2 separate regions of the Mus musculus genome follow, and region 2 is linked to region 1. Evidence: chromatin contacts called from public promoter capture Hi-C data. All regions are on one chromosome and are shown on one strand. Each heading gives the region's core, a stretch centred on a gene start, on an enhancer-like site or on the middle of the called end of the contact. The rest is flanking DNA. Distances are from core to core; before and after follow the strand shown. Region 1 overlaps Phldb1 (pleckstrin homology like domain, family B, member 1). Region 2 overlaps Kmt2a (lysine (K)-specific methyltransferase 2A).

Region 1 (6,561 bases), core at 1,926-4,425:
AAAATCATACAGTGGCTCACAACCATCTGTTGCTCTAGTTCCAGGGGATCCTATCCTAGTGCCCCTCTGGCCTCGGTAGGCATACCCCAGTGTAGTATACAGCAGGTACACACTAATGCGCATAAAATGAAAATAAAATTTTAAAAAATCCTTCTAGAGTTTTACCTCAGAGGTCTGACCTTTATCAGAGGTCAGGTTCCTTTTTCCTGTCCCGGCTCCTAGCACCCCTCAGACCCCCTTCTCCTGCCTCTGTCTTTGAGGCTAGGCCCTGGTATGAGAGGGAACGGGGTCGAGCCATCCTTGCATCTCTTTGCAAGTGTACATTTCGTGTTTAAGTAATTTGTGACACTGTAAGAGTACATGACAGTTCAAGGTCTTTCTGGAAAGGCAAGAGTAGAAAGATTAATTTAAGTTGATGGAGAATCCTCATTAGTAACAGAGGCAGAGCGGACCTTAGTGTTTGTCTAGTTTATAGCCAGAAACCAGAAGACTGTGACCCAAAGTCACTGAGCTTACAATAGGTTCCCCTGACTCTCTTACCTCTCTATTAATTATAGTATGTATTTGGTGTATATGGGGGGAGAGGCTGGTGAGAGGTCAGAGAACAACTTGTCAGATTGTCTCCTATCATATGGGTCATAGCAATCCAATTCAGGCCATCTGGCTGGGCAGCGGGCTCCTGTACCCACTGAACCATCCTGCCAGCTATGTTCATTGGTCTTTCGATGCAGGGTCTTGAGAAGGGGGTGCTGTGACATTGGGGGAGGGTCAGGACTGAAGCAGAGGAACAAGAACAAGTGAACCAGGAGAAAGGAAAAATAACTCTGCTGTCCCTGCGCTTGCCCCTCAGGCACGGCCTCTTACACGTTACCTTCCCAACCGGAAGGAGGACTTTGATCTGAAGACCCACATAGAGTCATCAGGCCACGGGGTGGACACCTGCCTACATGTGGTGCTTAGCAGCAAGGTACCAGACCTATGTGGCTTGGGGTGAGGGTGGGGGGCATTACTCATAGTCAGATCCTATTCAGAAGCACCCCCGGGGACCTTGGGATGGCCTCAGTCTGTCCCAACATTGTCAGTACTGTCTCAGTACTTTTCAGTGCTAGCCAGGGATAGCCTCTGGAAATGCAGACACAGGCGGGTGGCTAAAGGAGACAAGCTCAGAGCTCCATGTTCACTTACTTCTTTGCCGTTGCTCCCCACCAGGTGTGCCGTGGCTACCTGATCAAGATGGGTGGCAAGATTAAATCGTGGAAGAAGCGCTGGTTTGTCTTTGATCGGCTGAAGCGCACCCTTTCCTATTACGTGGGTGAGTTCCCACAGGCTGCCCTTGAGCCTGTCAGGGAGGGGGCTCCTGGGTTCCAACAGCTGGATTGTCTGGTCTGCTAGAAGGAAGCCAAGCTTCCAAGTAGAGGGCCAGAGGCTCTAATGGGCTTTGGCTTCCCACGCCTGAAAATGTACAGAGTGCACCCGATTCGCATTGGTTTGTTCTTCATTCATTCATTCATTCATTTGTTCGATCATTCATTCATTCATTCATTCATTCTGTGGTGGTGTTGAGTATCTCATAAACTCCAGTTCCTGTTTTAGACTCTAGAGACAACTAAGTGGTCATGCCTTCTCCCTTGGTGCATATGGTCAGGAAGTTGGATGCTAAGCAGAGAGTTAAAGTAAATACAGTGAGTGAGTTTGCTGACAGGAGATACCCTGATGCTGGGCTTCGGACTGCCCCTTAGTCTCCCTCAGAGACCTCGAGGTAATCGCTTGAGCAGTTTCAGGGACTCTCGGGACAGTCCAGGAACCAGGAAACTTATTTACGATGCTCTTCTTCATCCAGTCTCTGGCGTAGACTCCTGTCCCGGAATACCTTCAGCCTTTCCCATTAGATCCCGAGGTTCTGGGTGGCCCTCTAATCAGCCAAGGCTCAACGGTGCAGTGATCGGCAGTCCTCCATATGCACCACATGAACTCGCTGTGCACTGCGGGTTGGCTGTCTCTGAGGCACAGTGCGACTTTCTGGAACGTTACTGGGCGTGTTGGCAGAGCCAAGAGAGTTCTGAGGCGCTTTGCTTTGACATTAAGAGTCTCAGCGGGGAGGTAATGTGTGACACATTTGCCTACCAGTCACTCAGCCCCGCCACCTGCAAAGCTGGGGAAAACAGCCCTACCTACCAAGAGCCTGGAAAGGGGAGGGCTTCCAGGTCATGAATGCCCAGGCCCAGGGCCTTGCTTGCACCTCTTGACTTTCTGCCCTTTTAAGAAGCCTTCCCCAGCCGGGTGTGGTGGTGCATGCCTTTAATCCCAGCACTTGGGAGGCAGAGGCAGGTGGATTTCTGTAAGTTTGAGGCCAGCCTGGTCTACAGAGTGAGTTCCAGGACAGCCAGGACTACACAGAGAAACCCTGTCTCAAAAAAAAAAAAAAAAAAAAAGGAGAAGCCTTCCCCAGTCGACATGGGTCCTGGATGTGGAGAGACACAAGCCTGAGTGTAGCTAGAGGGACGTTGTCAGCCTGAGAAGCAGAGCCACTTCAGACACACTGGGGCTGAGATGCGTCTAGCTAGGTCCAGGGAAAAGGTTAGGCTGGGAGGCAGACCCTAGTTGAAAGTCTTGGCGTAATAATTATAGGAAATTCAGGGCCTGTCCATCAGACACTTGAACGGTTGGTACTCTGGATGCATCGGCTCATCTAATTTTTGCCAAAAGCGCTATATTGACACCTCCGTTACGTATAACGAGTTTAACAGGGCTCAGAAAGCCTTTGCCCACAGTCTCTCAGCAAGGACAAGGCCGAGGAGAGGGGAGGAGCAGCCACGAGTGGAGAAGAGGCAGGATAGAAAGCAGCAGAGGCAGAAAAGGAAGCAGGAAGCTGGCTCTGACTGTGCGCCAGGTGCTGGGCTGGCGCTTGGCAAAGGCAATCTTGGTTCATGCCTGTGAAACAAAGGAGACCACGTTTAGACGAGGAGCGGAAACAGAAGGAAGCCAGCCAAGGGAACAGACATTTGTAAGCCCAAGGTGTCACCAGCCATGATAGATACCACCAGAGGGTCAAGCAGGATGTGGCCCAAAGGCCATTTGACTCCGGGTCTGAGATTTGTGGAGAGAAGGGTTTCCACCATGCAAGCAGGCAGAAGTCAGATTGCACAAGACCAAGGATAGGTGGGCGGGACAGAGTGTACGAAGGTTGCTGTTTCCCTGTTACTATTTCCAGGGAAAGAAGAAGGGGGGCAGAGCACAATACCACTGGAGGATGGCCAGGAGGAAATGCTGAGATGGGTTTAGGGCTACACCAGGACCTGGGTGTGGCTTGCCGGTTGGACCCGCGCCCTCCTCCTTCCTACAACAGGAAAGCACATTAGATTAGCGTGGGTAAACCCCTCCAGGCGCTCACCTTACCTGGAACCGTTCCCACCCTCCTCAGCACTCCGGCAGTCATCCCTGCCTTGCTGTGTGACATCAGCCCGGAGTGTAATGCTGTAGTGACAGATGCCGAGTTCCGTGCCAGACTATGCTGGGTGCTCTGAATGGGCTCTTGCTTTTCACACCTCTTCCTTCCCTCAGATGTGGCAGAGTACTCCTGAGCTCCAAGCCACGCTGGCAAGCAACTAGGCTGTGTGCCTGTACCTCCTCGCCACGTTGTAACTTCCTAGCACAAGAGCCTAGGATCCCTTTGCAGGTGTCAGTTCCTAGGACTCAGTCATCCTGCCACGAGCAAGCGAGCGCCTGTTCTGTGCCTGGCACATAGCTGTTGCCGTTGGAGGAGGATATAGGTGTGGATGACAGAGGTTCACATTGAGTGTTGCAAGCTCTGTGCTGAGAATCTGTGGTGTCTGTTGCAGTGGCCCGCAGTGGATCTTGGTTAGGAGTTTGTGGACAGGAGGGAGATGGCCCTGGGGTGTGAAGAGCTGGGTTGCTAAGGGGACAGTGAGAATCTCAAGAGACTCCACCTAATTCAGTGTGGGGGAGGCTGCGAGGCAAGGATGTGTTGGCGGCAGTGTGAGCCAGGCACACACAGGCAGCTGGTTCCCCAAAGAGGAACCATCAGAGAAGGTTTTAAAACCCATTCCTCAACACCAGGTCAGGTGAGAGGCAGGGCTAGAGGCTAGGACAGGACCTTCAGGAGGCCGGAGGGAGGAGGGAACTGGGCCTGAAGTAACCCGGAGTGTGGGGAGTGGAGAGGGACCCATGAGAGGAGCTTACTGGTAGCTGTCACTTCTGAATTCAGTGGTTAGTATCATCCTCTCCTGGAGCTGGTGGCTGAGGGTGGCAGTTGTACCATGTGATCGGTGTTTGTAGTGGCCTGTTTCCCTTCCTCCACACCCAGTGTTCACCTCTGCTCTGACGGCTCCCCTCCCCCTCCCTCTCCCCCTCCCATTCCCTTCCCCTCCTCCCTGACCTTGAATGTTGTGTGCAATGTATATGCTCTATGCTGTTCACATGAAGGGAGTAGAATGGCCTAAAGAGCCCAGTAGGAATCAGTGTACGGCAGTTCTTCTTAGCCCCGCCCCTCAGAGGTGGGGCAAACCCCGCCCACCACGGAGCTAGCACTACATGCATCCCCAGCTCTGTGGCTGCTTCCTTCTGTGTTTTGTTTAGTTTGGTTTTTCGTTTTGTTTTAGGTTTTCCTTTTTGAGACAGACTTTCACATAGCCCAGGTTGGCCTTGAATTTGCTATGGTAATGGTAACCCGTGAACTGCTGATCTTCCTGCCTCTACTTCCCAAGTTCTGAAATTGTGTGTGTGTGTGTGTGTGTGTGTGTGTGTGTGTGTGTGTGTGTGTGCACGCACCCGTCTGGTTCTCGAGTTGTCTGAAGTGGGAGCTCTTCAACGCTGAGCAGCCCCAAGCCCTACCATGCCGGGGTTGTGTGATGTTAGGAGCCCAGGGCTTCATGTGTGCTAGGCAAGCAAGCAGCCAACTGAGTTTTACTCCTGCCTTCCTTATTTTCTTGAATAACACGAGATTCATATCTGTATAGTTCAAAATCAAAACATAAAAAGTTTACTTTGAGAAATAAGTCACCACCAAGCACAGGTAACATAAATTTTGTTTTGTTTTGTTTGGTTTTTTTTGTTGTTGTTGTTGTTTTGTTTTTCGAGACAGGGTTTCTCTGTATAGCTCTGGCTGTCTTGGAACTCACTCTGTAGACCAGGCTGGCCTCGAACTCAGAAATCCGCCTGTCTCTGCCTCCCGAGTGCTGGGATTAAAGGCATGTGCCACCATGCGAGGCTAACTTTTTTTTTTTTAAGTGAGACACTGTTTCTTGTATCCCACATTGGCCTAAAGCTCACTGTGTAGTCAGAACTGGTCTTGAACTCCTTATCCTAAAACACTAGGTTTATTGATGTGCACACACTCAGATGAACAACGTTCGTATCCCCAGTGGCAGCTAACACATTCTCCTGGTTGCCTCTTAGGTATCTTAGCAGTCTTTCTGTTTCCAGGACATCTATGAATGTATACGGACATTGGTGCATTTTATAGAGTCACCCCCACGCCTCTACGCCTGTCGGTTGTTTCTTGGGGCTGGAGCAATGGCTTAGTGGCTAAAAGAGCACCCGAGGGTCAGACATGAGGATCTGAGTGCAGGTCACAGGACTCCTTAGGCCTGGTACATCCCTGCTGCCCCAGCGCTGTGACAGAGGGAGATGGGGAGTGCTGGGGATTGCTGGGAACCAACCTAGCCTGGGGTCGACGAGAGACCCTATCTCAAGAGAATATGGTAGAGAGTGACACCCTCTCCCAGCCTCTTGAGTGTGTGTATGCACATGTGTGGGCGTGCACATCCTCACACATACACATACATACCACATACACACATTCTGTATCATCTTACATAACAGCAACCATGTAATATTCCATTGTGTGGCACTAATTTATTAACTCATCTCTGCTTGAGGGATATTAGTGTTGCCTACACAAAGCTGTGGCAACCGTTGTAAATCTGTTCCTTTATGTAAGTCGGATAAATGATTTCTGTTGTTCGCTTGTTTCTTGACACAAGGTCTCAGTATGTAGCTCTGTCTGACCTGGAACTTACTAGGTAGACCAGGCTAGTCAAGCTACCTGCCTCTGCCTCCTGAGTGCTGAGATCAAAGTCTTTCTAATCTATTTATTATTTGTATTTATGTTAAAATGTATTTATTTTAGAGATATGTAATATGTCATTTAGGCAGGCCAGGAGCTCAAAACCATCCTGCCTTTGTCTTAGCAAACTGCTAGGATGCCAGGTGCCTACTTTTTTTTTTTTTAAGATTTATTTATTTTATATATGTGAGTACACTATAGCTGTCTTCAGCTGGGATTTGAACTCAGAACCTCTGGAAGAGCAGTCTGTGCTCTTAGCCACTGAGCCATCTCTCCAGCTCCCAGGTGCCTGTTTTAATCAATGAGGTCAGGTTATCCGTGTGAGCCTCACTAGCTCTGCGCCCAGCTGTCATGGTTCTAGCGATTCTGTCTTACGGTGGTCGATCACATCTCAGCAGAGTTGTGATTCGAATCATCCCTGCCGTCAGGCTCCCCTTTAGACTTGGAGTCCTGTAAGCCATTCCCCAGATGAGGAC
Region 2 (6,284 bases), core at 1,443-3,942, 120 kb before region 1:
TCTTCCAGAGGTCCAGGCAACACAGAATCCAGCCAATGAGCAAGAAAATGCAGGTATGTGGTTGATTAATAGGTTATAGTAGAGAACTCTAAAGCCAGAAGAACTATGTAAAAATCATGTGCGCTGAGCATGGCGGTGCACACTTGTAACCCCAGCACTTGGAAAGCTAAGACAGAATTGCGAGTTCAAGGTGAGACTGAGTTGCATAGTGGCTTGAGGGCAGCCTGTGCTACATGACATAGTAGGCTCGAGGGCATACTGTGCTACACCACAGCCTAAACCACAGAGAATCGCCTGCATTAACTCCTGATAGTCTAGATGGGAGAAAAGCAGACTCAGTCTCAAGAGCTGAGCTGTGATGTGCAGTCATAGGGTCCCAGCGGTCTTCAGTTGTGTGTGTGTCATTGTCAAGGTCAGATCTTCTTGCTAAACTAAATTTAAGGACTGTGACATTTTAGGTAGCTGGTGATAACATTTAGTTGTCTTTGGAGGTGTTTCTTATATCTGATGGCACCTCGGGGTAAATTCCCTTCTGGAAACCGTAGCACTCTCTTAGGTGTTTGGGATTTGATTCTAGACCCACATGCACCCACAGCTCTGCATGTGTGGCCTGGTGTAGTTTGGCCACTTTACAATTAGTATAGTACCCACAGAACCTGAGCACGTGGCTCAGGAGACAGAGGCAAGAAGGTTGGCACGAGTTTGAAGCCAACCTGGGCTATACTACATAGTAAAGTCCAAGCCAACCTTGACCTCAGAATGAGCTCTTGTCTTAGGAAAGCAAACAGATTGACTAAATAAATGATCTTCAAACATGACTTCCCAGAAGAGAAAGGCTTAGGCTTGGGATTTGGGCTGTTACTGTACCCTGCTGCCTGGCCAGTTCCTCAAGCCCAAGGCCTCATTGCAGGCAGGCATGGTAGCTGAGTAGTCTCCAGAATCAGTTAGGTTCAAACCTCATGTTTACTTTGCTGTGTGGGTAAACATGGCTTTTACTTGGCCTGCTTCAGTTTCCCCATGTTTTGTTCACGTATTTATTCACTCACTCATTGCTTTGAATGAGGTCTCACTGTCTTGTCCTCGTTGACCTAGAACTTTAGGGTAGCCCAGGCTAGCAGTGACCATCCTCCCTCGGCCTCAGAATAGTAGGGTTACAGGCAGGCATCACCATACCTGGCTCGGTTCTCTTACCTTTAAAAGGGAGTCCAGCTGGGCTTGGTATAGCTGCAGTACTTGGGAAGCAGAGACAGGCAGCATAGCCTTCACAGCAAGCCATGCTGGCTACGGGCTGAGCCATTATCGCAAAAAGAGTCAATAATAACACCTACCTTAGTAGTTGTTAGGATTCCATGAGATACTGTGGGTGAAGTTCTAGAAGAGTATCTGAGGCATAATCAAGCTTCACACATAGGGAAGGGGATTTGTGTTTGCTTTGGTTTGGCTCCTATTAGGAGTAGTTATGTATGGAAAAATGACCACATTGTCATACCAGAAGCTCTGCTACAAAAACGAAGTCTATTAAATGCACCAGTGCACGCGCGCGCACACACACAGAGACACACACACACCATTTTAGTACCCAGGGCAAGTTCTTGAGCCTCAGTGGTCTTACTGGTGAATTGGGATAGCACTGGATACAGCATGTTCTTACAAATGGAGGTGGTGCTTGTAGAGCAAGTCTTTCCCAACCTTCCTAGTGTTGTGACCTTCATGGCTGTGGTCATAGCGGTAGTTTTGCTACTGTTGTGAATAGTAATGCACATATCTGTGTTTTTGCAGTGGTCTTGAGAGCCCTGTGAAAGGGTCCTTTGGGACCCACAGGTTGAGAACTGCTGGTGTAGATCATTCTGCACATAGCACTTGGTGCACACTGGCTTTAGCAAAACCTTTTTTCCATTGTAGAACCTAAAGCAATGGAAGAAGAAGAGAGTGGTTTCAGCTCTCCTCTGATGCTCTGGCTCCAGCAAGAACAAAAGAGGAAAGAAAGCATTACTGAGAGGAAGCCCAAGAAAGGACTCGTTTTTGAAATTTCAAGTGATGATGGCTTTCAGATCTGTGCGGAAAGTATTGAAGGTGAGTGGCTTGTTAGGTCAGCCTTCCATCAGGCCCTGCTGCGGTTCCTCCTGTGCTCAGGAAAAGCTTGCCTTGTTGAAGAACCACGATCATTCTTGACAAGTGCTAAGAGCTGCAGGTTGTGTGGTACACACTGAGAGCTGCTCTCTCAGCTCTTCTCGGTACCTCCTGCGGTGCCATCTCTCTTCTGTGGATTCTCCCACATGCTTTCTGCAGTGCTCCTGGCTGTCTGCTCGATGACTGCCAGCTCCACCTCGTCTGCCTCGTACAGCAGGGAAGCTCTCTGTGCAAATGTTATGGTCTAGTTGCAGCCATGTAGGCCTGAGCTCTCAGGAAAGGCTGTGAGTTCAGTGGGTGAGTTGGGGCTATCCGAAACCTGGGAAGAGGACCAAACAACAGCCATTTAAAGGGGGATCTGGAATTTGGTTTAGCCAGAGAGGAATGCAGGGAGCTTTTCACAAAGAGAATGAAATGGAACAAAGTTAGAAAAACTTTGGTTTTCAGTAGTATTGGATAGAAAATGACTTTGAACAGTGAAAGAAAAGTTGGGAGGTGAATTGGGCACAAGTTGGCAAGAGAGTCTATAGTGACAGCCGATGAGACCTTTGACATAATAAGGAAGCTCCGTGGGAAAAGGAAGGAAGGAAGGGTAGACGGACATGGTAACGACGTAGATATGAGTAGAGATAGAACTTGGACCTGGATGTGGCCTAAGCTGGGTGGTGGTGTCACATGCCTTTAATCCTAGCACTTGCAGGGGCAAGGCAGGTCTCTCTGAGTTTGAGACCAGCTTAGTGTATAGAAAGTTCCAGGAGAAGCAGGGCTTTCCTGTCTCAAAACCCTCTCTCTAAAAAACAAAACAAAACAAAACAAAGGATGTGTGCATCCTAAAAAAATACATAGACAAACACGTATGAAGATTTAGTAAGGCTGGGTGTGAACTGGGCATGCTGAAGCGCCCTGCAATCCCACCGCTCCGGAAGCAGAGCCAAGAAGATTGCCACACATTCAAGACCAGTTTGGGCGACACAGTGAATTCCAGTCTAGCCCGGACTAGAGTATGAAACCTTGTCTCTATTAAAAATGAAAGAAAAAGGGATCATAATGATCCCTGTCCTTCTATATATTAACTGTTGTTGTTGTTGAGACGGGGTCTCACTGTGTACCTTCACTGGCCTGGAACTCACTGGAGATCAGACTGACTTCAAACTCACAGGGATCCATGGGCTTCTGCTTCATATTAATTTTAAGGTTAGGAATGGTGATTCATCAAGGGACATGGGTATCCTAGGGATTCAGGAAGTATGAGTATCGTTGCTGCTCTGGCCCATGGTAAAAAGAAGCCTGCTGAACAATTTGCCTGGACGCTTCTCACATACCAGATTGACTGAAGGTAGCCAGGCACTGACGTCAGCTGCAGAATGATTCTCTGCACCAGGGACTGTGCTGATGCCAGTAAGACGTGATGGCACAAATTCTCTCCCACTTACAGTTTTCTCCTGTTTCCTTTCAGATGCCTGGAAGTCACTGACAGATAAAGTCCAGGAGGCACGATCAAATGCCCGCCTGAAGCAGCTCTCATTTGCAGGTAACGGCTGATGCTGCTGTTATCTTGCTACAACCTCCAAATATTCTGGCAGCTTGTTAGTGTAAGCCGCAGAATTGAATTTAAAAAAATAAACAAACTATCTAAATAAATAATTCAGGGCTTAAGGATGTAACTCATACACCATCCAGTTTACCCATTTACATTCAGTTCAGTGGTTTTTAGTATATCTGTCCATAGATGTGTGTTACTATCTTCTGACCTAAGCTCATGCCTGACCCTGGTGCCTGTGGATCTGCCTAGTCTGGATTGTTCACATAAGTGAATCTTGATCTGTGGCTGTCTTCTTTCAGCCTGTGCTTTCAGTCCTTCCTACACTAGGGCATGGGGCTCCGTGCTCATGCTCAGCTCCCGAGAGTGAGGCTCCCTAGCACCACGGTAGTAGGATTTATTTCTGTGTGCCACAGACATAAACTTCATGTTTGTTGACATTGTATATGATCCTAGCAGAAGCACAACCTTAAAACAGAGAGCTGATTCACAATAGACACCTTCATTCTGTATCTAATAATAATATAATAATAATAATACCTGAATTTTTTTTTGCAATACTGGGGATTGAACCTAAGATGTCAGACATATTAGGCAAGTATTCCACACAGCCATATTCAGAGGCCCTAAGAAGTCATATTTTAGTTGAAATATCATATACTTAATAACGATGTGTAGAACATGAGTGTTTGCAACTGCAGGAAGTATCCTGACAGTGCTTACAGAACCTCAACTACAGTGTCTTGTTTCTTTAAAATGCCTTTGCCGGGCGTGGTGCCGGGCGCACGCCTTTAATCCCAGCACTTGGGAGGCAGAGGCAGGCAGATTTCTGAGTTCGAGGCCAGCCTGATCTACAAAGTGAGTTCCAGGACAGCCAGGGCTACACAGAGAAACCCTATCTCGAAAAACCAAAAAAAAAAAAAAAAAAAAGAAAAGAAAAATGCCTTTTAAATATCCATCCCCAAACATTTATACAAATGTGCATGTCTGCCTTCCTTCTAACCCTATTCCACCCTAATCTCCTTCTGATCCTCGGACACCAGCTAGAAGAGAAAGAAGGTTAGAGGGGAAGGGGGAGCAGACCTGTTCAAGCTTCTTCCTGCTGATTAGGGACAATGAGTTTCTTGGGGCAAGTCCAGTCTACACTGTCCAGATATCTCCAGTGTCTTCTCTCTTTGCTCATGAACACTTGACAGTCTACAACATCAGCAACCAGAAGCATCAGGGAAGCAGCATTTGCCCGCCTCTTCTGAGCACCTCGCACCCTTCTAGGGGCTCTAGGATTTATCTCCTCTCCAGAGTCCCCAGAATTCCATACGTAAACTATCCGCAGCTGGCAAAGATCATGCCCCTCGTAGAGCTATGAACACACTGAAGCAGCCCCATATCTCACACCTGGGGTTAAAACAAAAACATTCACATAACTTTTTGTTTTTTAAAGAACCAAAATTCTCACGATAGAAATGTTCTCATAAAGAGAAAATTTGAATGCTTATACCATTGTGAAGGTGAGGCGTATTGAGTTCTCAGAGCGCTTACCTAGTATATACAAGGCTCTTGTTCAATCTTACAAAAAAAAAAAAAAAAAAAGAACCTTGTGATTCTTACATTGGGTGGCCATTATGAACATAAAATGAAGTGGCACATGGTACTTCTATACACTCAGCACACAGGGGACAGGCCAGAGCTTGGCAAGAGCAGTTTATGGTAACCATTCATCCGTACTGACAGATGGGTCCGCCATTATTTCACTAGCATTCTAAGGCTAACTTCTCAATGTCTGTTGTCCCTGAGCCCGGGTAGCCTCTGGCTGCTACCCTCTAACAACCATTTGTTGATGCTGTGCAGCTTCCTGTCGGCTACACCGCTTACTGCCCTGGTGCCTCTCCTTCTGTAGGTGTGAACGGTTTGCGGATGCTGGGGATTCTCCATGATGCCGTTGTGTTTCTGATTGAGCAGCTGGCTGGGGCCAAGCACTGTCGGAATTACAAATTCCGTTTCCACAAACCAGAAGAGGCCAACGAACCCCCCTTGAACCCTCACGGCTCAGCCAGGGCTGAGGTCCACCTAAGGCAAGTTCCATTTTGTCTGACGAGCATTTGAGGTCCTGGCTTTAGTATCTAATGACAGCTCTTGTCCTGCTTGCCCTCTGAGATCTTCAGTAGTAATGGCACCATCTTTACTCCTTTATTAGAACGTTGCTCTAAAAACAAACCTTAATCTTTTGGCTCCAGGAAGTCAGCATTTGACATGTTTAACTTCCTGGCTTCTAAACATCGACAGCCCCCTGAGTACAACCCTAACGATGAGGAAGAGGAAGAGGTCCAGCTGAAATCCGCACGGTAAGGAATCCTACCCAGTCACCTGACACCTCACGCTCCGGCAGCTCTGCACTGAACAAGGGTTTAGTGTGATATACAGCAGACTGCTGCTGTTTCTGGTAGGCTGTGATGTGGAACAGTCATTAATATGTGTAAATTTGTTACTAGTCATCAGAGCTCCACTCTTCAGCTGGGCATGGTGCCACACACTTGTAATCCCAGCACTCAGGACTTAGAAGCAAGGGGATCTCAGGGTTAAGATCAGCCCCAGCGACGTTCTGAGCGTAAGTTAA

What was found. Capture Hi-C pulls out chosen DNA fragments and counts their contacts.
Region 2: a contact with region 1 is called in a promoter capture Hi-C map of adipose tissue. The contact joins two enhancer-like sites. A contact is called at or near these places in 3 of 484 Hi-C or Micro-C datasets (embryonic stem cells and trophoblast stem cells), 1 of 115 datasets of contacts at active chromatin or transcription factors (T-cell acute lymphoblastic leukemia) and 4 of 9 other capture datasets (adipose tissue, embryonic stem cells, liver and 1 more).

What each region holds. Positions count from the first base shown.
Region 1 is chr9:44,688,780-44,695,340 of GRCm38.p6, reverse strand. Phldb1 (pleckstrin homology like domain, family B, member 1) reads left to right here. Exons shown (of 22, transcript NM_153537.4): 19 at 851-967; 20 at 1,210-1,312. Among named protein-coding and RNA genes, the nearest start is that of Treh, 19 kb to the right of the region's middle. Within about 2 kb of position 3,175, at least 116 of the 459 cell types and tissues checked have an H3K27ac peak or open chromatin away from gene starts, as enhancers often do. A contact at or near this core is called in adipose tissue, where this site is marked.
Region 2 is chr9:44,810,364-44,816,647 of GRCm38.p6, reverse strand. It overlaps Kmt2a (lysine (K)-specific methyltransferase 2A), which reads left to right. Exons shown (of 36, transcript NM_001357549.2): 29 at 1-53; 30 at 1,903-2,073; 31 at 3,587-3,661; 32 at 5,568-5,742; 33 at 5,905-6,012. Among named protein-coding and RNA genes, the nearest start is that of Ttc36, 11 kb to the right of the region's middle. Within about 2 kb of position 2,692, at least 5 of the 459 cell types and tissues checked have an H3K27ac peak or open chromatin away from gene starts, as enhancers often do. A contact at or near this core is called in adipose tissue, where this site is marked.